Linked DNA regions of Xenopus tropicalis: region 2 is linked to region 1. Evidence: chromatin contacts called from public Hi-C data. All regions are on one chromosome and are shown on one strand. Each heading gives the region's core, a stretch centred on a gene start, on an enhancer-like site or on the middle of the called end of the contact. The rest is flanking DNA. Distances are from core to core; before and after follow the strand shown. Region 1 has its middle 150 kb from the start of irx2. Region 2 has its middle 91 kb from the start of irx1.

The links. Hi-C and Micro-C count contacts between places; a contact is called where the count stands out from the background.
Region 2: a contact with region 1 is called in a Hi-C map of gastrula embryo, with 2.7 times the contacts expected there. The contact joins two enhancer-like sites. A contact is called at or near these places in 2 of 5 Hi-C or Micro-C datasets (gastrula embryo and neurula embryo).

Annotation. Positions count from the first base shown.
Region 1 is chr6:67,915,009-67,920,219 of UCB_Xtro_10.0, forward strand. No RefSeq gene overlaps it. Among named protein-coding and RNA genes, the nearest start is that of irx2, 150 kb to the left of the region's middle. Within about 2 kb of position 2,478, at least 4 of the 11 cell types and tissues checked have an H3K27ac peak or open chromatin away from gene starts, as enhancers often do. A contact at or near this core is called in gastrula embryo and neurula embryo, where this site is marked.
Region 2 is chr6:68,106,007-68,111,217 of UCB_Xtro_10.0, forward strand. No RefSeq gene overlaps it. Among named protein-coding and RNA genes, the nearest start is that of irx1, 91 kb to the right of the region's middle. Within about 2 kb of position 1,980, at least 2 of the 11 cell types and tissues checked have an H3K27ac peak or open chromatin away from gene starts, as enhancers often do. A contact at or near this core is called in gastrula embryo and neurula embryo, where this site is marked.

The DNA of each region.
Region 1 (5,211 bases), core at 1,228-3,727:
ATGCATATTCTGTATCAATTAGTTTAAAAATGACAAAAACTTTTGTCATTTGTAAAAATTTTGGCAATGGATTGACATTTATTACACCGGAGTAGAAAAACATTATACCCATTTTTAAGTTATCAATTTGTTTTAATAAATATGATTTTGCTAGGGTCCAAATTACCCTAGCAACCAGTCTTTCATCTGAATAAGAGAAAAGGAGATGGCCCGATTAGAAAGGTAATAAAAAGCAACAATAACAATAAGATTGTAACCTCACAGAGCAATAGTGTTTTTTGGCTTTCGGTGTCCATGACCCCATTTTAAAGCTGGAAAGAGGCAGGCAAGAGAAAGGCAAATAATTCAACAACTATAAAAACAAAAAAAATACAATTAACCATTCTATAATATACTAAAAGTTAGCATAAAGGTGAGTCACCGCTTTAATGAACTGGAGCAAAGTAGTGTTTACATTTTGTCTGTGAGACTCAAATTATGCAGTACAGCATTTCCTTTCTTGGAAGCTGTGACTTTAACTACAGTAGGCTGGGCTGTCAGTAAGTATGGTGTAAGTCATCAGCAAACAGGCTCATTACAGTTGTCTGCATACAAAGTAACTAGGAACCCAAAGAGTCATCTGCCAATAAAGCACATGAACCCTTAATGTGTTGTGCAAATCTATAGGTATCAAATGACCAATCTGATTTATTTTTCAGTGTTCACCTGTGAATATGTCAGATTACAATCATTAGCATGCTTTGCTCCTTTGGGGGTAATTTGCCACCATTTTGATGACTTCCCTCACTGTTTAATCACTAATGAAAATTGAATTGTAGGCTTAATTGTTCAGGTTTCAAAGGACCCACATATGCAAATAGAAGGTCAATAACATGTTGTTGTCTTTACTAAGAAAGAAATTACTTTGTTACTACAGTGTTAATATGTTTTTTAAAAAGCTGAATAATCAAAGTGGTGGTTTCAGCAACTGTGTCTTTGAAGATGGTGTTTACTTCATTATTACTTTTTACTGGTACTAAGTTGAAGTAAACAGCTCAGTTAACAAGTTTCCTTCCCATTTCTTTCTAAAGACTAGTAAAGCAAGGTTATTGCACGTTTTTGTCTGTCTGGCAAAGATAAATACACACAAGTATATTTTTCTTGTCCCTCTATATTAATGTATATAAGTAATGTATGCTGACTGTGCATTTCTATGTGATAAGATTTCTAGATTTGAAAATAACACAATAATAAAAGGGCTTATTTACATATACAAAATGACTCATTTGCATGTACAAAGTGCAAAAAAAGACTGCATTCAGCCATTTTCTTGCAATTTGCACACTGCGTAGTGCATTGTGCAAAAAGCTGTAGTTCTTTGTGCTTTGTTTTTTAGGAACCAACTAAAATGTGTTTTGTTTGGCTTCTTATTGCCCAGCCACACTGATAGAAGATCAATAATTAGGCAATTATGTATAAAAACAATAGTGAACATCAAATTATAGCATTTGATATATGATATGAAAAATGTGTTTTGAAAGGCTAACTTTAACAAGCCCAAGAAAGCCTAAAAGATAGACGAGATAGACAAATTTAGGATGAAATGATTGACATTTCATTCATTTTGAAAAGTCACTATGGGTTCATGGTTTATTGCTTAGTAGTCAAGTTCACCTGGTTACCATAATACTTGAATTATTACTATTAATTAGTCATGACTGAATTTGTCTCATTTTGTTCTACAAAAAAATTGAAAAATGGCAAAAGTACATTGAAGTCAATGGGCGTCATTTTCTTACCACACAACTGTTTTCACCCATTGAAGTGTATGGGCATGTTTTTGTGGCAAAACCTGGTGAACAAATAGCCCAGCAAAGCAGTAGGCATCTGCACTGAATATATGTGTGTATATACAGGTATATATATATATATATATATATATATATATAAATGCCAATTCACATATAGCAGTAATTACACACATAATAGAGTAATCTCCAGCAGTATTTTCTTAAACAAAATCAAAGGATTCTTATATTTGGCTGTTTGTGCAAAAACTGAAATTTTAGCCCATTGAATCAATTCTTTCAAATCTGTTTAATGCTGGCTAAACCTAAGCATGATATAAATAGGTAAACTCAGAAATTATTTTGAAAATAGTTGACAACATCAAAAAAACTGTCAAATCCCTTGCTTACCTGCTATGGTTTTGAAGTTTTAATCTGGCCTGTCATTATAAAAAAAACTGTGTGGTCTGTATTTTAATCCTTAAACTCACCAGTCTCTTTATTGCATGCAGTGTGGTCTTGAATTGCAAAATGTTTTAAACATCCATAATGAGCTCAGTGTCAAACTGTTGGTAGTTTTGTCTTTAACAATAAGCAGTTAGCACAACTAAACTGAAAGAAATTACTTTAGTGAGATACTAAAAACACTGCCTTTCAGCTCATAATGCCATTAAACAAATGCAGATCATGTATTGTGTCCCTCTTTTTTCTTATTTTTGTTTTTTACTTGTAGGAGGAGACCTGTTTAAAATCAAATCTACATAAAAAGGCCCAGACAAACAGACTGAAGTGTAAATGCCTGAAAATGCCTTCTATCAGTCTAATCTATCTTTGTATATACAGTACAAGTACAAACTACTTAACAATAAGGTTTTTACAAAGTGTTAGTTAGTCAGGATGCAATTCATTTTAGTGACTGATATGATATACTGATACTTATTATTTTATAATAGTAATTGCAGTTTGTAAAATCTAAAGGGCTCATTAACTAATGTTAAATCAATTGAATTGCAGGCACACAAGATTACTGATGCCACCAGTACCCCCTTATTGCACCCACACATACTGCACCAAATTTACCAATAGGGTACAAATTTAGTACCAGCATTAAACCATCAGGCTCAACATGTTTTGTGAGCAAATTTTATAGTGCAGCCAATTAATTATAAATGTATTACTAATTCATTATGTATATAACAAATACCTTAATTATTATGCAATCCTGATTACAATAGTAAAGATGGATTATATTATATTAATTTCATTTTTTTTTTTATCAAACATAGTTACAGAAAAAGTAGATTCTGTTGTTAAACTAACATGACATAAAGTAAAATGAATTTTTTAAGAAATGAGGAAAACGTTTTTCACGTGTAATTTAACCTGTTTTTATTTTCATTTCGAAAGAAATAAAGATCTGGCATATTTATATATTTATCTCTTTTCACTTTTTAAAAAAAAAAAAACATGATTCTTTTATGTTTGGAATGCTGTTCTTTTAAGAAGAAAAAGTTCAATTAGATTTTGTGATAATCTTTAAACACAATCCTGTGTTTTAAGACTATGGGACTAAAGTCTTGACCTATAGCTCTAAGTACAGGCCACTTTCATTCCTGTTGCTAACCTAGGATGGTGTAAAAAATTACAGTGAATGGTAATTCATCCTTTAGAAATCCCATGATCCTAGTGCTGCAGTTGCTGCCAAAGATCTGAATGCCTTTTCCTAAATCTCTGTAATCCAATAAGCTTTTGTGTTTAGCAGCTTGTTTTGAAACTTGTATAGCACCCCAGCCTGTGTCTCCGTATGTTCGTTTGCAGGCAGGTGAGTGCCTCGGGGCCTTATTATTATTCAAGCTAGGGGGTTTTCACAGCCCCGACCAGAATGTAATTTGTAATTAACTGTCATTTACTTCTATCTGCATTGAGTTGTTGTTCAAAAGACAATGAATCTGAGCTAGCCACTCGTTACTGTTTGTTGTAGGTGTAATGTCTCTTAGATCTCGCTGTTTCCATGCCCTTCAGGAAAGCCCTCTACCACAAAATTGAGGAATGGAATTTTTTTTTTTTTTGTTAAATAAATGCAAGGTGACAGACTCACAAATCACAGTTGCTGGGTTGTTTTACTGAATTGCCCAGTGCTGCTTAGCATTCCACTAATTAATGTCTACGTGTTTATGGCACAGCTGAAATAAATTACATAGACAAACACAGCTTCAGATAAAATTCTAATCAATGTAAACCATTTCCCTTTTGCTTGGGTTATTCAAATACCCTGAGAGAAAGTCAACAAGTTATTTATCAGCTGTTAACGCCTTAGTCCAAAAGGTGAACATTAGTATCAAATGAAATTTAAATAATTAAGAAAGGCTTGTTTTTAAACCCCCACCCAAATCACTTTTGACACATTCATTTTAACAGACATTGTTTTGTTTGATCAAAATAGGTATTTTCTTGTAAGTTAGCTTCTATGTGAGACTTGGTTAAACCAGTGACGCAATTTTATCCACGCCGGTCCCCATAAATATTTCTGGGTACCCCTTTTTTCACACATGTGACGTGCCATCACCCTGCTTCCTGCTGTGTGGATATGTCTGGTGGTACATGCAGGGTCAAATGTTCCTTGGGAGGCCTCTTTTCCCCCAGGCCCCTATAGTTGCAATGACAGGTCCCCTTACTGTTACTCCCCTGTAAACATTTATTTTATTATGTATTATGTATCTTTATTGTCATAGTTTAATTTTGTAGCATTGTTTCATACAGTGGGTATGAAAGATAGCATTCAAATACATTTATAGGGATAACAGCAGATATCCACAAAAATGCTGCTGTATTATACCCACTGGATTGAGATGTCTAGATGAAGTAATTGCATATTTACATATGCTGGTATTGTTGGTTTTTAATAGTGATGAGCAAATGTATCATGCAAGGATTTGCCGCTGGTGATTTTTTCTGCATAACCACAGCAAAAAATCACTGTGAAAATTTTCGCTGCAAAAAAAAAACACTGCAAAAAAATGGCCATTCACTTCAGTGCATTTGAAATGAGAGAAAATGCCCATTGACTTCAATGTGTATCACAAATTTTTCCACATTTTTAACAATTTTTCAGCAAAGCAAAATGGGACAGATTTGCTCATGACTAGTTTTTAACTATAAGGCTAATGCCACACCATGCGTATGGCGCTTGCTGAAAATATGCGCCATACGCTCCTACCTGTGCCTGCATCCGAATGAATGGAATATGCTTGCGTGCAGGCACAGGTAGGAGCGTAGGGAGCTTATTTTATTTACCTATGGTTGCTGCATTTTGAGACATTATTAAGACTTGGAGGCCTATTTATTATGCTTTGTAAATTAAATTTGGCAAAAAATGGTGTAAAAAGCTGTATAAAATAAATGGTGAATTTCGTCATCCGGATGCCAGATTTTATGCCGTTACTTT
Region 2 (5,211 bases), core at 730-3,229, 190 kb after region 1:
TATTTGCAACATTCTTTTCAAATACACATTTAAGTTTAGAAATAACATTTATAAATCGATTTCACTTTCATTCATATATAGACATGATTTCAAGAAAAATGAATGCGAGGCTGATTCCATAAATATGTATCACATAATACTGCTGTTTCCCAATGAGGTCTTTCCATGTATTCATTTTTCTTTATTGGCATCTTCCTTCCTATCTCTTGGGAGATCTTCAGGCCATGGAGCTTGGACTTTGAACATACTCAAATCAAGCATCAAAAAAGGTGACAAGGGTTAGGGAGGCTCCCTTGACATTTGGTACGCAGGCATCAGCCTTGGCAATTAAAGGCCACCTTTCTAGCAAACAGTAATTGAAAAGTGTGAACCACATGAGCCTCAAGTCAATAACAGTGTAAGCACACAAATGACCCTCAAAGCTTTCTTCTTTCACCAACCACTGCTCTTTGCTTTTTACCTTTTATCCTTCCCAGCATCATCACTTAATCCACTCTAATGAGGTGAGCAATACTGTTAAATATGGAGTACTAATAGCTCATATGGGAGTGAAACAATATGTATAAAGAAATGTCTTTGCACTGTTACACAGCTATATTAAAAATACAAACAGTATATGATTATGCCTACTGTAGATAGATAGATAGATAGATAAGCTACAGTATAGATATATAGTTAACTAATATAAACACACCATTTAGGCTCCCTGCATAGAAGGTCATTACTGCAGGCCACATGTCACTGCCATGTTTACAAACAGCAGGTGCCTGTTAACAGCAAAATAGCTTTGGTTTATTTATTTATTTACTTTTTCCCATCTGTCTATGTTTTGCAAGTGATATGTACCTGGACATGTGAACAGCTGCATTCAAGTAATGCATATGACTAGTTAAGCTGAAATTAATAATATAAGGGACAATAGTAAAATTAAGAATAATTTCTCTCTCTTTTACCCTAAGACCTTATATAACAGTATATGGTAATCATCAAACAGAAAGACAAAATTTCAAATGCTAAGCTAATCAAAGTATGTTAGTTATCAACCTTTTGATATTTTGATGCGGAGAGCAGTGTGGGACAGCCTGAAAATGCTCACTTTCACCTTTTTTCAGGTCAACCTACGCTCCGCTCCACTGCGTGTGGCTGCACTGAGGAGGAAGCTGTAGTTTTCAATGCAGGCATACGGAGCAGCATATGAAAGCAGATCCACTTCTCTCAGCCTGGGAGAAAATTACAGGCTGATTGAATCGGACAAACTGCTCTGTGTGCCCAGGGCCTAAGTGACACAAAATCACTTTCATTATTGCTTATTTAAATTGGAATTGCAGCAGGGGCATTGCCATGCTCGGCCAGACAAAGCAAGGCAGCCTTATCCTTACTGCTTCACTAGGGCAAGGGTAAGTACTCTCATTTGCACATCTAAATGACACATATATTATGGGATGAGCAGCGAACTCAGGCAGATGCAGACGCAAATTTTTACACTCTAATTCAGCAGCTATCTATTTCTCTGTGTGTTTATACACATCATCTTTTTCTGTACAAGATATTTTTACCTGCGAAATCAGCATTTGCTTTCTACCATTTTTTTAAATGTGTAAGAAATATTTGCACTAATTCAATTAATTTATATTTTTCTGCATTTGAGAGTTAGCATAACCAGCTACTGTACCTGTAATGAAAACAGTTGATGACAATGTATTTAGTACTCACACAAAGACTTTTTTTGGGGGGGGGGTAGTACAATGAGTTTCTATAGGATTAGACTGCAAGGCTTAAATGTACACATAACTTCAAGCAAGATACTGATAATTTTGGCTCTTACACTTCTTGCACCTCCCTCTCTTTTCTTTGAGCTTAATCTGATTTTGCCAGTTCACTTTGATCTAACAGGGGCAGGCAAGTCAGGTCCACAAGTACAGATGGAGTAAATATGGAGATTAGCCTCTTCTCGTACTGCATTAGCTCCTAATACCTGATTAAGCCCAGAATCATGCAATTGTCTCAGTGTTGGCTATCAGAGTGGCAGGGCTCAGAAGGGGGCTGGATGAAGGCTGATTTTGTAATGGATACTTATTTTATCCCAGTCCTCTAAGAAGATTAGGCCTGAGGGTGTCACATTAGCTATGATCTCTAGGCCTTTGGTAATGTCTTGCCGTTTTCAAACACCTCAGCTTCAACCTTAGAACAAACAGGCAGCTTGGACTCTGGCCCCATGTTGTGGCATGAATAATTGCACACTGCCAAGTGTTTGAAGATCACAAAGTGCTGTGTAAATTATCCAGTTTGGACTTAGTAGAAGTGATTTGCGGTGACTTATTGCATCTTTTCACAGTTCAGAATTAAACTTTTTACATTTCTTACCATTCCTTTGATGAAGAATGAAAGTTAAGCAGTGGTCCTCTATTACTTAAAATAAGCCAAAAGGAATGTAACTGAGTGTTGCATAGCTAATAGAAACATGCAACATCCAGTTAATTTTAAATTAATAATAAGTAGTATAAACTTTTTTTATAAATGTAATTATTTAGCAAAAAAGTTTCACAACCTGCACACCCTTTTAAAAATGATCACAAGTTTATTGCAACCATAAAAAATCTGATGCTTCGGTCCTCAATAGGACCGAGATAGGTCCTTGAGAAAGGTCCTATTGAGGACTGAAACGTCGGATTTTTTATGTTCGCAATAAACTTGTGATAATTTTTAAAAGGGTGTGCAGGTCGTGAAACTTTTTATATATATATATGTACTGTATATATATATATTTAAATAAATGATAATAAAGCAGCAACGTGATAGATTCCTCATGATGTTTAAATGCTTTCAGGAATTCACTAAAATGCTTTAGAGGATAGGCCTCTGTCCAAAGTCAGTCTGTACCCACACCTGCATGAAGGTGTGAGAGCAGTAATCCACCAGTAATTCTACCTTGTCACTAAGAGGATGTTGAGCCAGATTGTTAAAACTGGGCAACTGACACTATTTTATCGCAGTAGTACAGTGCAGTATTAGTTGTGGTATTACTTATGGAATCCCTGTGCTTTGCTGCATAACACCACCCAACGAAAACACAACACAAAGTCTTCTCAAATGCAGATTAGCTTAGAAAAACCTAATGTTTGTTATGCTTCATTCCAACACCATTAATAAGAACTGTTTAGAGCTACCTTCCCTAGCAAATATTATTGTGCATTTGTGTTTTTATTTCCTGCAATAAGAAATAGCAATAAAAACATAAAGCAAAGTGGTTTATTCAGTTAAGAGTGGATTTTACCTCAGTTGCCTTTAGTATATAGCCATGTATTTTTATGTTACTGCACAGAGCAAATGCACAGCAGCAAAAAATAAATTCCAAATAGATTGTGGTCATCAAGTTTTAAATACATTTGCTTGCACAAAGTGGTTTTACAAATTTTACACATTTTACATCAACAGCAAGAGTGACAATGCTAGAACTATCATTTATGTAACCTTTTTGGCAACTGGCATTCATATTCAAAAGGAACACTTAATACTTAAAGCAATTTTCTCTGATTCCTCCCTAAACCAACCTATTGAAGGGGCATTTACAACTGTGTGAACATACAACTGCCACCAAAAACAGCATCATCCAAAACAAAGATCTCCCACTTGTGCAATGCTCTAAAGTCACATGACATTAAGGTTTTTGTTTGGTGAAGCACTTAGGATTCAGCCAAATTCAAATTCTGAAATTCCACTGATTCCTGGATCCTGAATCCTTTTCCCCGGCCACAGTAAAGCATTATTGCAAGTACATTTCAGCTACCACAGAAATCAAATATTAAATCATGCATGGCTAAAAAGCTATGTTGCTTTGCTTACTGGGGCAAAACTTAATGCCACATTTAGAAGAATAATGCTTTATAGATCATTATTCACACACATAACACATAAATCTAGTCTGAATCAATGTAACAATTGAGTCTTCTCTTGTTCTGAAAATGTTGTCCTGCTGTGTCTACAATAGTTGCAGAAAAACAGAGGTACGTTGTCAGCCACTGATAGAAACAGAAAGTAATGATGCTTTTTATAGAATTTCCACAGGCCTGCATTTGATTTTGACTTTGGCACTGTCTGATGCACATTTTTTTTTTAAATTATGCAGTTAAAATTGGCATACTTTGGATGTTCCATCAGTAGTTTCCTTTGGACCTTTAAACAAGAGAAAAAAGGGTGAAATCACTGCGGTGGATTTCAAATGTAAGACTCCTCCACAGTGATTATAATCACTTACCTGATACCTAGGGCCAGTGCTCCTGTTAACAGAAAACTGCACTGGCCCAGAGCACTTATGAGTAAGCACCAAGGAGCGATCTTCTTCCTTCTTCTTTGCATTGGCTGTGCATGTACAGTAGAGTGAAAAGCCAAACTTTAAAAAATAAAAAAAACACCTTTTTCATTCTACAAGTCTTTGGTCATTGAAGAATGAAGAACTGGAAGAAAATGAGGTGCAGCTTTCTGCTAACAAGAGTACCCGTCCAAGGTATAAGGTAAATCATTTTAATAATTTGTAAATATGCTTGAAGTGAAACCTCTGTTCCACAAGTCTTCATGTGAAAAACAGATCCCCCAGTATCTGTCTATAATGTCCTTGGTAATATATAAAGAAACAAACCCTAAATATGATGTTTTCTTGAAGTCTAGATATGATCTCAAACATATTTACATATACAAAAACTGAAAGCTAATTGTTTCTTAAGGCAAGTAATGTCATGGTTTTAGTTTCAAGCCACATATCTGACTTACAGGTCTGGTTACCAGACCTGGTACTAACTTATTTGATAATAAATTCAATAAAGTTGAAACTCTTTGCAATAACTGCCACTTTTTATTTTTTTATTTGAAAATGGCATCTAAATTGTGCCATTCATTGCACAGTATTTGATAGATGTGAAAACCCATAGGGTATAGTAAAAATAGTTAAACAGCAATCCACACATTTGTTGTTCTGGTTACTATCAATTTCTCACAATTTATCTATGTGTGATATCCCCCCCTGTGGAAATTACTGAATCTTGGAAGTCTTGAGTTGCTTACACATGCAAGCTGGTAACAATGATGGGATTTTACCTCATAAGCTTATGCATTGTAACCCTGATTAAGAAAAAACAAAGCTCTTGTAGGCTGGGTGTCCAAAATAACAGCATGTGGTAAGTAGTTCAGCACACACAGTTATCCCGAAAAACCCTA